Regions from separate parts of the Sus scrofa genome. Here region 2 is linked to region 1. The links are chromatin contacts, called in public promoter capture Hi-C maps. All regions are on one chromosome and are shown on one strand. The core of a region is the stretch at or near the end of the contact, and the rest is flanking DNA. Distances in the headings are between cores, read along the strand shown. Region 1 holds the start of CGRRF1 (cell growth regulator with RING finger domain protein 1). Region 2 holds the start of DLGAP5 (disks large-associated protein 5).

The links. Promoter capture Hi-C pulls out the DNA fragments that hold promoters and counts their contacts.
Region 2: a contact with region 1 is called in a promoter capture Hi-C map of fetal liver, with 2.9 times the contacts expected there. The contact joins the promoter of DLGAP5 here to the promoter of CGRRF1 in region 1. A contact is called at or near these places in 1 of 5 promoter capture datasets (fetal liver) and 1 of 2 datasets of contacts at active chromatin or transcription factors (alveolar macrophages).

What each region holds. Positions count from the first base shown.
Region 1 is chr1:183,858,380-183,865,195 of Sscrofa11.1, forward strand. It overlaps CGRRF1 (cell growth regulator with RING finger domain protein 1), which reads left to right and starts at 5,080. Exons shown (of 11, transcript XR_002346942.1): 1 at 5,080-5,250. GMFB (glia maturation factor, beta) reads right to left here and starts at 4,955. Exons shown (of 7, transcript NM_001244461.1): 1 at 4,876-4,955; 2 at 42-138. The coding sequence starts at 4,878.
Region 2 is chr1:184,546,672-184,553,457 of Sscrofa11.1, forward strand. DLGAP5 (disks large-associated protein 5) reads right to left here and starts at 3,357. Exons shown (of 19, transcript XM_003121820.4): 1 at 3,197-3,357; 2 at 1,169-1,407. The coding sequence starts at 1,406.

The sequences.
Region 1 (6,816 bases), core at 3,830-6,329:
AAACTAAGACCAGGGTAAGGAGACAATCCCTTTTAGCTTACTTATAATGGCAGCATTGTTTGTTTCTTTCCGAAAACGAAACTTTCTCAGTTTTTCCACTAAATCTTCAGCAACATCACAAACCACCAAAGACTCGCTCTACAAGAGAAAAAAAATCATGTTATCAAATGTCATGAGTTCAATATATGTACATGTTAAAGTTATAAACCTAATACCTTTAAGAAGCTATACCGACATGCATAAATGTCACAATTATGGGAACATATTAACATGAAATACATGAACACCTGAAGAGCTTTTAAACCTATCAACCTTTGTATCTATATTATTAAATTATAGACATTTGTTCATCTTATATGTAGAGTATACTTTAACTTTCTCTTTGGCTACTAAATATCCCAAAGATCAAGACACTTACTAATGTGCAATTTCATCAGAACTGGACAGGAAGAGAAGAATACAGGAAAGGTCAAAAATCATTGCCGTTAGAAAGTATTTTTTGCCCTATGCAGGAAAAATAGGAAAATCCTATTGAACTTAAGAGTTAATAAGGCCTTGGTTCATTTTTGGGTCTTAACAATTATGAAAAATAAAAATAAGCAAAAGTATGAGAAATGAACCATTAAGAGAAAAGACCAATTACATTTTATATCTTAATTAAATGACTACAGGGATTTTTTTAAAAGGAGCTATTAAGAATTATGAAAGCAAAACCAGGTGAAACAAGTATAAAAACTCAAAGAAACTCCTATAAATTATGAAAAAATATTAAAGATGCTTCTCCAGAAATTTGGTGAGGAAATGATCAAAAGCACTCTTCATGGTACAAATGTATTACTGATTGCAAGCACAAGGATGGAAATCTTTTTCTTTAATGTGTCAAACTTCAAATACAAACAAAAGTAGAGAAGAGTATAGTGAAAACCTATGCACTTTAACACTCAGCTTCAACCATTATCAATAGATAGCTAATCTTATTTCACCCAAAACTTTCAATACTGCCCCTACGGGACTATCACACAGCAAAGGCCAGAAGTCATTCTAACTGTAAATACTTTAACATGTATTATTAAAATGACAGTATGTGCCATATCTCCCCTTAAAAAAATTAACAATAATTCCAGTCTCAATTATTTAAGTAGATTCAAAGTTCAAATTTCCCTCACTTCTCTTTTTTTTCTTTTTGTCTTTTTAGGGCTAATACCCGCTCAGCGTATGGAGGCTTCCAGTCTAGGGGTCGAATTGGAGCTGCAGCTGCTGACCTACTCCACAGCCGCAGCAACACAGGATCCGAGCCGAGTCTGCGACCTACACCAACAGCTCAGCTAATGGCAACGCCAGATTCTTAACCCACTCAATGAGGCCAAGGATTGAACCTGTATCCTTAAGGATGCTAGTCAGATTCGTTTCCACTGAGCCATGTCAGCAACTCCCCCTTATTGTTTTTGTTTTTTAATTTTGTCTTCCTTTTGTACAGTGAAGTTTGAATTGAGTCAGGTTCTAAAACATGGTCCACATTCTTTGGTCTCTTCATATATGTTTCCCCTTCCTTCTCCAGAAAATTAAGACTTTTGAGACCAATGCCAAATACATGTTTCATTATAACCCAAAAGAATTAAGGTTTGTAGAGGAGTTTCCGTTGTGATGCAGAGGAAACAATCCAACTAGGAACCATGAGGTTGTGGGTTTGATCTCTGGCCTTGCTCAGTGGGTTAAGGATCCCATGTTGCCGTGAGCTGTGGTATAGGTCGCAGACGAGGCTCGGATCTGGCATTGCTGTGGCTGTGGTGCAGGCCAGCAGCTGTAGCTCCAATTAGACCCTTGGCCTGGGAATCTCCACATGAGAATTAAGGCTTCTAATTTTTAAGTTAGAATTAAAATTTAATAAAAGCCTGCAATGTGACCCTATGTTGGGTAAATTAAGGGCATATGTTACAACAGGAAATGGCTTTCAATTTAAATTGTCCTTTAAATTCATAACACTGGTAATATGTAAGGTGTGATATACCATGGACATGCTATTTATACAATGAGAAAGTACATCCCACCAATATATATCATCCAATAAATGAGGCTCTACAGGCGTCATGTATGGCCATCCTTTAGATTCTCTTTAGAGAAAGAAATGTTAAGTCATATGGAGCTCCTGAAGGTAGTATTCAACCCTAGTCTATTTTCTCCCATCTTTCAAGAAAGACATATAAATCAGAAAACTAGATTTTGCATTCTATCTTCAACCAAAGATAGAACCCATTAGCAGAAACTAATAAATACTTTAGATTTTTGTAGGCAAAGAGCAATTTGTCACAAATCTTATCTTCCAGTTCTGATACTGAGAGTTGCTCATGCAATACTCTAAAGATAATAAATGAAGTGAAAAACATTCTGTGATTTATCTACATAGCTTTTTTAATTTTCACCGCTCCCAATACCGTAAGGCCAACAATTCCTTCCTACAAGAAAAAGGACGCAACTCAGCCAACTCTAATTGCTTCCAGTTAATAAAAGCATTTAAAAATGAGTATAACACCTTGCAAACAACACTATAATGGTAAAAATTAACACACAAAGTTAAATGGAGAGTTGAGTTCAAGTGGTCATTTATTGGTTTAAATACACAATGAACATTTAATGAGTGTCAGCCTGTGCTAAGTGCTAAGGATACAATTGTATAAAACACATAGATTAAAAATATGGGCCTGCCTTTAAGGAGCTTTTTATAAAGTCTATAGGAGAACAGATAACATCAAAATCATCACGTGAAAAAATATATTCTTGTTTGTACCTAGGCTAAGAGTTAGAAAGGAGAGACACTTCATGCTACAAATACTTAGGACTAGTGATCAACAGCACGGTCTGAAAAAGGCATGTAAAGGAACAAAATTGCCTAGGCAGAGACACTTTGATTAAAGTGAGCACAGCACATCTAATACAATGAAAGGTCAGTGTGACTCAGGCACAGAGAATGAGCTGTAACATGTACAAGAGGAGGTTAGCAGGGGCTGGACCACACAGGGCCCAGTGGGTCATATTAAATATACTAGTCTCCATCCTATGAGCAAAGGGAAGCCACTAAGTGTTTTAAGCAGGTGGTGACAAGGGAATTGACCAGATCTGTATGCAGGAAACAGAGAGCCAGGATGAATAGAACAAAACAAGTTAACTGGTAAGACTAGTCCAGATGAGAGACAAAAAGTAGGTTGATGAGGATAAAGAGAAGTAGGTGAATACTGCTAATGAAATTGTTAATATGTATTAAACACTATGAGAAAAAACACTGCTGTACGTCCTTTACATGGATCTCCCTTCATCCTCAAAACAACCCCAAGAAATGGGTATCATATTATCCTCATTTTGCAAGAAACTAAGGCTTAGAGAGGTTAACTATCTTTCCCAAAATTATACAACCATGGAAGCCAGGATTCAACCCAGACAGCCTGACTTTAGCCCCCTCTCTTAACCACTACAAAGGAGCTGGGACAGACTGGGTGGCGTGGATTAGTACAAATGTGACTCCTAGGCTTCTTGCTTGTGTAGTAGACTTAAATGGTGCTACCTTTCACTAAGTTAAGGAACACTGAGGAAGACCAAGTTTGAGGGGAAAAAGGAGTTCTATTTTGGACACTAAGCAGGCTCTAAGGCACTCAAGTGGGGAAAGCTTTCTTTCCAGGGGATGCTAACTAAAGAGCAGGATAGGTAGGGCTGATCTCAGAAGCAACATTTGCAATACAAATTCACAAGTCATCTACACATAGGTAGGTAGTAACTGAAACTAATGAATGTAGAAAGGAGAGAAAGAATACAGAATGGAAAATGAAGCATTAGGATAGAGCTCAGGACTCCTTGTGATGTACAGGGAAGGAGAGCTGCATGGGACACAGACAGACCAACAAGAGAAGAAAAATGAGTTTTGTATTCTAGAAGCCAAGGGGGAAGCACAAAGGAAGAGAATGTTTCAAAGAGGAGAGCATGATCAACACTGAGAATACAGATAAGGAAAGATGAGAATTGAAGAGAGTCCCTTGGATTTAGTGACCATGAAATATATTCGATGAAGGTGGGTTGAAAAATGAATGGGGAGTTAGAGAAAAGGACAGCAGGAATTTTGTGTTTTATTTCTAATTACAGAAATGAGAAGCATATTCTTAAATCCCATGAGAAAGATTCAGGAGACCCCGGCTTGGGCAATCAGTGAAATCATCCACTTTATTTTTGCGCGTGGGGTCGAAACCACACAAGAAAGGAAGCGAGAGCCCCCAGACACAAAAAACGAAAGCTTTTGACAGTCACTTTAAAATCAAGCGTCAAAGCGCTGGGTCGAAAGGTTTCCAACTGCCATAACTCGAAGAAAGCAAGGATAAGGAAAAATCATTAGAAGCACGTCAGGAAGCTTAACGCGATGCCGAAAGAACGGAATCAAAATTCGAGCCTTCCCCGCAAAGGCGGCCAGGCGGAAGGTACTCGGCGCCTGCCGGTCCCTCGGGCCTGCAGAGAAGCAGGTGTTTGGGGGAGTTCCTCCGAAGGACCAGACCCCCGGCCCCTCTGACCCTTCAGCGCAAAAGCTAGAAGCCGCCCCCACCTCCCCATCCAGAAGGACGCGGTGAGCATGACCCACCCCTACTGGCCGCACCCCAGTCCCCGAGCCTGCTGGGCGAGTCGACTCCGGGCCCGGCAGGAGGATGCTGCCCTTGGCAAAGGCGGCAGCGGCGGCGGGCGGGGGCCAACTCGCAGCAAGAGAGAAACTACCAGCAGCCAGGCCGGAAGCGGCCGCCGACCCACCCGGGGCGCTGCCCGCCGATACCGGCTTCGGCAAACAGGAAAGCCCGGCGGGCTGGCCCAGCCCTCCGGCCCCCGCCCTCCCCGGCAGCAACTCACCATTTTCCTTCCGGCCGTCAGCAGCCTTTCGCCTCCCCTTGGGCCCCTTTAAGAATGGCACGGCTGCCGCCTCCGTTCCTGCACGGCGCCTGGCAGAGCCGCCCCCACCAGCTACGCGGCAGCTGCAGGGCAGCACGTGACCGCCAACGGTGGCCGGCGCGGCTCAAACTTCGCAGGAACGCGAGTGCCCCCGCCCCTTCCATTTCTCCCGCGCTGTTTCTTGAACCCTCCAGTGGACGCTATCGGATTCGGAGTGGAGGACTTCCAGTGCCAAAATGTATCCTCAAAATTCGAGCCAGTTTTTGCTTCCTTTCAACCCTCCTCAATCTCTGAGAGAAATTTCATGGTGACATGATTGAGTCAACGATTTCAATGGTAAATGTGTGTGTTTGACCCCAACCTACCTTTCAAATTCCACCTCCCTCAAACCTAGGTACACCTGCCTTTCCTCTCACCCTCTCCGGAACCCTTGCCCCTACTCTGACCACCTTGCGGGACTTGGTAAATACATTTCTTTCTTGATGGTGTTTATTTATTCAAGTCTGATTGCGTGATGATTCATGTCTAGATGAGTGTTCTCATGAGCCATTGCCTAATCGCGCATTAAGAAGTTTCTGTAGGGGCAAGTTTACTTTTGAACCCGGTGGTTTGGAAGAAGTAAGGTTTGAACTCAGAATTCGTACACGTGTCTTCAATGAAAGAAGCTAACTGGGGCAGGAGCTCACGGAGTTTACAGCTTATCCTCAGCTGGTGCATGGTCCATAGTTGATGCTTGCTTCTTATTTACTGAATGACGAAAGAAGCAGAGAAAAAAGAAAATTCCAGAACATGCGCCCACTGCCATCCTTCTTCATTAGTATTAGACTGGATTATTAGAATATTTAAAGTTTATATTTAATGTTAAATTTAATGAATTGTTAGCATATTAATAAATACCATTAAGTCAGAGTTAAAATATATAACTTAGGAGTTCCCGTCGTGGCACAGTGGTTAACGAATCCGACTAGGAACCATGAGGTTGAGGGTTCGATCCCTGCCCTTGCTCAGTGGGTTAATGATCCGGCGTTGCCCTGAGCTGTGGTGTAGGTTGCAGACGCGGCTCGGATCCCGCGTTGCTGTGGCTCTGGCGTAGGCCGGTGGCTACAGCTCCGATTGGACCCCTAGCCTGGGAACCTCCATATGCCGCGGGAGCGGCCCAAAGAAATAGCAAAAAGACAAAAAAAAAAAAAATATATATATATATATAACTTAATTTGATCCAATACCTACGTTTTCTCATAAATTAGAAAACTAGAAAGTTTAACTAGTAAGAAATTCCACAGCTCAGCTACATTCTCTTAGTGACCTGCCCCCATAATACTTTTTACTATGATAAGAGAACTGGTAAATTTGACACCTAGTACCATGTAAGAAATGATGGGAGAGAAAATGATTGTTATTAGTCCATGAACAATTATATTAGAGTTTAGCATAGATTCTTCCCCACCCCCATCTTTTCCCGTCTCCTCTCTCCATCTATGAGAGGAATTAGAGGAAAAGGTGAAAAAATTAATGTTTAGCTACATGACATTTCACCTGATAAATAGTAAATCCATTGTTTTCCCCTTTCATGTTGTTCTTTTAATGTTTTCCCAATGTTATTGGCTATGAAATGGGCAAAGTCTCATGTAGACCCAAGAGAGGCTGGACAGAGGCTGGATGTAGTGACAAGAAAAGGACAATGATGAAAATGTGATTTATTTTACTATGTGGGAAAATGAATATAGACTATGAACAGAAATATTACTTGAACTCAGACTGTAGAATATTCTTGCCACCAGAAAAAAAAAATTATACCTATTTTAAATGTTTGGGAATGCTGTTCTGGCTTGGGTTATTCTGAGGGGGAAAAAGTTCCAGAATATTTTCCAGCACTTTTCTGCTTGGGTAACCCTATACAAA
Region 2 (6,786 bases), core at 2,107-4,606, 690 kb after region 1:
CCTTCAAACATGCACAGATCACTGCATCTCAAAAATAAAAACATAAGAACCCTACAACACTTTAATCCAATTACCTTCTCATTTTCCTTCAGAATCACAAAAATGACAAATCTGGAAGAAATAGTTTTCCCCAATCTCTTCTTTTACAAAAATCAATTAAGCTGAATATATTGAGTATCTTGTATGTGTCACATACTACAATGATTTTGGAAAAGTGATAAAAGTGAAGTAATGAACACTTACAACAACTGGACATCTCTTTCCTCTATAAAACTTCTAAGACTTTATCTCCCTGCCATTTCTTCACAATTTATCCTTGCTTTATTTCACCAAAATCTAGCTCCTAGTGCCTGCTATATAAATTCAAATAAATAGGAGTCCAGTGACTCCTTTCAATTAAATGCATAAGTCACTTCCCAGTTCTCTTCCTCCTTTTCTGTAGAATCCCATGCCTTCTAAGACATTATACTTTTATTATTTTTATGTTTTCCTGAGATCATTCCTTTCTTTATTAGTTGGTTGTTTCCTTTCTAATGACCCCAAATCCTTTGGACCAAACTACAAGGATTAATTCTTTGCTTTTCCAAGAAATGCCCCCATTGGTAAAGTATCCTTTTGTTTGTACTTCAATCAGTTCTAATTTTATGTCCCTTGTCAGTTTGTCTTGTCAATAATTATCTTACACAAGTTCTAGAAGTAAGAACTTTAGGAATCCTGTAAGGCAGTATAAGCTAAAAAGTGTTATAATATGCCATAGGTGAATGGCTCAAGGGACAGTCACAGCCTTTACTCGGAATAGGCGGTATTTAGCTGTAGAAAACACCAAGTTATTTAGAATAGTTTCCATTCTTCTGGCCAGAGTTTTGTTTTTTGTTTGTTTTTCTTTTTTGTCCCCACCCCCACTTGCCCTGGGGCCATATGGAGTTCCCAGGCCAGGGATCATATCTGAGCCACAGTTGCAACCTACACAGCAGCTGATGCAACGCTGGATCCTTTAACCCATTCTGCCAGATGGGGAGCTTACCTGTGTCCTGGCACTGTAAAGATGCCACCAATGCTGTTGTGCTGCAGTGGGAACTCCTGGTCAGAGTTTTTGTTAAGCTCAGATAGTAAACCAAGTTTTATTCACTCTTCAAGGCACTGAAAATTACAAGAGACCTTTACTTACTTGGCTTGACACCGGACTTTTCTGGAACAAGCTCTTGAGATGTCTCATGTAATTCAAGAATGCTTCTACCTTCCAAGGTTGGAATGTTGACATCTTTCAAACCAAAGTGTCTATTTCGTTCATATTCCTTATGTCTGTTTTCTTTCTGAGACAATGATTTCCTATGAGCAATTTTAGTTCTAATCATGTCCGTACTTAAATCCTTTCTATGTCGACTGGCAAAATGTGATGAAGACATCCTATTAGGAAAAAGAGAGAAAAATCAACTTACATGGAATCTCATTTTTATTATTTAAAAAATTAAGATTCTAGTTCACATCCTATCCCACATCAGTAAAAATGTTAAAATACAAAAAAGAATAAACATGTGACTGAAGAGTGGGAAAGAGGTTATCAAAAGACAGTACAACCCAGAGTTCCCGCTGTGAACTAGTATCCATGAGGATTCGGGTTAGATCACTGGCATTGCTCAGTGGGTTAAGGATCTGGGCATTGCCATGAGCTGTGCTGCAGGTCGCAGACACGGCTCAGATCTTATATTGCTGTGGCTGTGGTGCAGGCCAGCAGCTGCAGCTCTGATTTGTCCCCTAGCCTGGGAACTTCCATATGTCATGGATGTGGCCCTAAAAAAAAACTCTTTAATTAAAAAAATTAAAAATTAAAAAAATTTTAAAAAGATACTACAACCTATTTTGGGGTTCTGAATGAGAACTTGCATGACAGATGATGGCGAAGCCCAGGAAGCCAAGGTCTGGAATATAAACAAGAAGTTCCAGGCTTACCAGAGAGAATGATGCAAAACAGAGTATGAAGTAAAGATGAAAACAGGGAAAAAAAGTGAAGGACAGTATACAGAACAGTTTCCCTAACTTTCTCCTGGTGATGAATGCAGGAAGGCTGACATTTCTTCTCAAGCCGAAAACCAAAACAAACACACAAGATACCTATTATATAGGTAGAAAGAATAAGAAAGACGATGGCCTGAGTTCCAAGAAACCATGGGTCCAGCTGAGGAAAGGAATAAAGAAAAGTGGAAAGTCTACAGGCATCACCCATACAGCTGGTATAGAGAACAACCAAGCCTAACTGGAGAATGAGGGCTGAGTCTCCAAAGAAAAGTCTTGTCAGATTAAAAAACAACAACAACAAAAACAGAGGATATGCCATTAGAAAGTTTCAAAAGATATAGGCACACTATACTCTTCAATAACAACAACTAAGAAAGTCCACTGGAATCCTGAAAGAAAAATTGCACAAGAAATGCAACAAATTAAAATGTTACATGATTTTAAAGCAGTCAACGAATATTTTTTTTTTAAATGACCTGGATGCTAATAACATTGTCATTTCCTGTGACAAAGGACTGTGCTTCTTTTTTTTTGAAAAATGAAGAACTCTACAATTAGATTTTCCAATTGCTGAAAATATCAATTTGCTAAGAAAGATTTTTAAATTTTAAAAAATATGTATTAGTTATTTTAAAATACAGCATAGCACCATATACAGAACTGAAAGTATATTTAATTATCATATAAACCCTAAAAGGTAGTTAGTATAATTACCGTTATACAGATGAGGTAAATTAACTGCTCACATGAGCGCAGCTGAAAGGTAGCAGTTAGAATCCCAAACCAGGGAGCCTGGCTTCTTCACAGTACATCCAAGTTCAGTCTTTGGCTGACTGGAGTTTCTTCCAGCCAGAAAGCCTAGAATGCCTCAGTCTTGGTTGCTTAGAGGCTGTCAACTGAGGCATTTTTAGTTGTCACAGAATCTGGAAGGAGCTACAGGAATAACGACGGGCCAAATGCTAATTACGCCCTGATGGTAAAATGTTGACTGCTACAGAGATAATAGGAACAAATATTTACTCTTCTGGAGGACTGTGACATCAGCTTGGGAAAGACAGGTAACACCGTCGTAAGAGGCGCCTCCCCTGAGCCGCGCGCGTCCAGCTCGTAGCCGCCAGTGCTGACCTTCTAGAAAGAAGCGGACCGGCGCCTTCCCTTCAACTCTCCAGCGTCCACTTACCTGAGGCAGATTTTAACGCAGAAACCTCGACCAAACTAAAAGTGAAGAAACTCTCCGGGCCTAAGAGACCACCGCCACCTCTGAAGAAGAAACGCCCTGAGCCCAAGACTCAGCAAAATTCAAACTTCCCGCACCAAGCCTCTGATTGGAAGTATTTTAACCAATGCTTCCGGTAAAAATGCCCGCCTCTTCCCTCCGACGAGGCTTCCGATTGGTTCGCTCCCGCGATTTTTGAATTGATTGAAAGGGGAACGGACGGTTCGGAGGGAGGGCATGAGCGGAATCAATGGATGCTTCCGGATAAGCTCTAGTTGAGGGGCTGAGCAGTGGGGGTCGCTGAGGCCGTGGGAGAGCTGGAGTGGCTCGTGTTTTCCCCGGGCTACTCCGAATTCGCCCTGGAACTCCTAGGGCCTCGCGGGTATCAGAAAGGACAAAGGAGCTCAGAAGAAGAAAAGGGAATTTAGAGTTTGCAGGACTTTTTAATATCTTTTTAAAATTATATAAGCCCAGAAGAATTATTCGAATATGAACGTTTAGAAAAGCTTAACGCTTTAATGAAAGGGTTGTATTTTTGTTTGTTTTTTATTTTTCCAGGGGGGCGGAGGCCGCAGGTGTGGTATATGGAGGTTGCCGAGCTCTGGGCCCTATGGGAGCTATAGCTGCTGATCTGCACCCCAGCCACAGCGAGGGCGGGGGTGGGGTGGGGTGGAATCTGAGACTTGTCTGCGACCTGCATGAAGCTCATGCCAACGGATCCTTAACCCGCTGAGCGAGGCCAGGGAAGAATACTAGTCGGTTTAATTTCCACTGAGCTGCAAAGGGAACTCCAAGAAAGGGCTTATTAACACTCCATATTTCTCTCTACATCTTTTAATGTTCCTTTTCAATGTTAGCAGCCTTTTTTCCCTCATACTTTTTTTTATAGAAGTAAAAACTTTAAGCATTGAAAAGCATAGTGGTTTTAGTATAAGATTTGATGAGTTTTGCTAAGTGTAAACAACAGTGTAACCACCACCCAATCAGGATAAAAAGCATTTCCATCACCCAAGAGCTCCCTCTAGCGCCCCACCGCTTCGACTACCACTGTTCAGGTTTCTATCACCGTAAGAATAGGAGTAGTAGGTACACTTCCCTGTCTGCCTTCTTTCTCTCAGTGTAATTGAGTTAGGAGGTAAATGGGCCCCTGGACTGAGAAGAGCTGGGACTTGTTTCTCTTTGACACTTCAAGGAAAAAGTTAACTGCAGGACCTGAGCTCTGCTGGAGTAGAAAGATAAGATGACCACTTCAATCACTGCTGGGGTCAAGGGGACCTCCCGAATTAACACGCGTGCAGTAAGACTCCTAGGGGTCAAAAAGGGAGGGGATTCCAGGCCACAATAAGTCCTGATACCATCCCTGCCCTCTTAGCTTTGGAATCCATCTTTGCCAAAAGATGTGCACATATACCGGAGAGGGTACTGTGTCCAGTAAGGAGTGAGAAATAAAACAAGATAATTGGCTAAAGGTAAACAAAGACGCAGAAGAACTGTGCCATAAAAGCGATTTAGATCACCTCTCTGGCGCACTCCTCATTGAGGGGTACTGCCCTCACCTGCACTCCTCTTTAGGGTGTGTATTACTTCTTTACTTCTGATTTAAATAAACTACTTCTCTGTGTGCTCTCCCCATGTGTTGTACTGTGACTCTAACAATAAACTTTATACCTGTTTTCAGTCTTTCCCTCCCTGAAACGTTTTTGCTTTCAACAGAGGGCAAGAATCAGGGCAATTCTACTCTTAGCCTCTAGCTAGTCTAGTGACTAGGAGTCCTGGTTTTTCATCCAGGCTGCCCAGGTTCAGTGCCTGAGCAGAAAATTAAGGTCTCACTCCAAGCCATCACTCACTGCTGCCTCTCCGAAATCATAATGATTTTGAGATCCATCCCTACCATTACACGGATCAGCAGTTGTTAATGCTGAAAAGTATTGCATTGAATAATTTGCTTATCTATTCACCTGTTGGTGAATTTTTTGGATTGTTCCAGTTTTTAGCTGTTATGAATAAAGTTGCTGTTGGACTTCAAGGCTCCTTCACGGAGACTGAACTCAAAGCCTGTGGCCAAGACAAGATTGCCAGACCCTTGGAGTTCCTGTTGTGGCTCAGTGGTAACGAATCCAACTAGTATCCATGATGATGTGTGTTGGATCTCTGACCTCGATCCATGGGTTAAGGATCCAGCCTTTCCATGAGCTGTGGTGTAGGTAGCAGATGGGGCTCAGATCTCATGTTGCTGTTGCTGTGGCTGTGGTGTAGGCCAGCAGCTGCAGCGGTGTAGGCCAGTAGCTGCAGCTCTGATTTGTCCCCTAGCCTGCAAACTTCCATATGCTGCAGGTACAGCCCTAAAAAGCAAAAAACAACAAACAAAACTCTTCTTTCTTTTTGCCCTGATATGAGTCCAGAAATTCTTCCAGCCCACACGCACAGACCATGACAGTTGCTACAAACATCCTTGTACAAGTCTTTTTGTGAGATGATTTATTTCTCTTGGGGAAATATAAGTGTGGGATTATTTTTTAAATCAATAGTGACTTCCTTCACTGTAAAAAAGCCTTTTAGTTTTATGTAGTCCCACTTGTTTATTTTTGCCTGCGGAAACACCTCCAAAAAGATATTGCTAAGATGAATATCAACAAGTTTATTGCCTATGCTTGCTTGCTTGCTTGCTTGCTTGCTTGCTTGCTTGCTTTTTTGCTTTTTAGGGACACACCCCTGGCATATGGAAGTTCCCAGGCTGGGGGTCGAATTGCAGCTGTAGCCACCAGCCTATACCACAGCCACAGCAATGTAGGATCCAAGCCAAGTCTGCAACCTACACAACAGCTCAGGGCAATACCAGATCCTTAACCCACTGAGGGAGGCCAGGAATCAAACCAACAACCTTATGGTTCCTAGTCAGATTTGTTTCCACTGCTCCACTACAGGAACTCCAATTTGTGTGTGTGTGTGTGTGTGTGTGTGTGTGTGTGTGTGTGTGTGTGTGTGCTATTTCTTGGGCCGCTCCCACGGCATATGGAGGTTCCCAGGCTAGGGATCGAATCTGAGCTGTAGCCACCAGCCTACGCCAGAGCCACAGCAATGTGGGATCCGAGCCGCACCTGCAACCTACACCACAGCTCACGGCAACACCGGATCGTTAACCCACTGAGCAAGGCCAGGGACCGAACCCGCAACCTCATGGTTCCTAGTCGGATTCGTTAACCACTGTGCCACGACGGGAACTCCAGGAACTCCAATTTTGAGTTTATTTTTTATATGCTGTAAGAAAGTGGTCCAATTTCATTCTTTTGGATGTAGCTTTCCAGTTATCCTATCATTTATTAGGGAGACTTTTTTCTCCATTGAATTGTCGACTTAAGAAAAGTGCACAACCAAGGAGTTCCTGTTGTGGCTCTGTGGTTAACGAATATGACTAGGAACCATGAGCTCGAGGGTTCGATCCCTGGCTTCGATCAGTGGATTAGGGATCCGGCATTGCTGTGAGCTGTGATGCGGGTCACAGATGTGGCTCGGATCCTGAATTGCTGTGGCTGTGTCATAGGCCGGCAGCTACA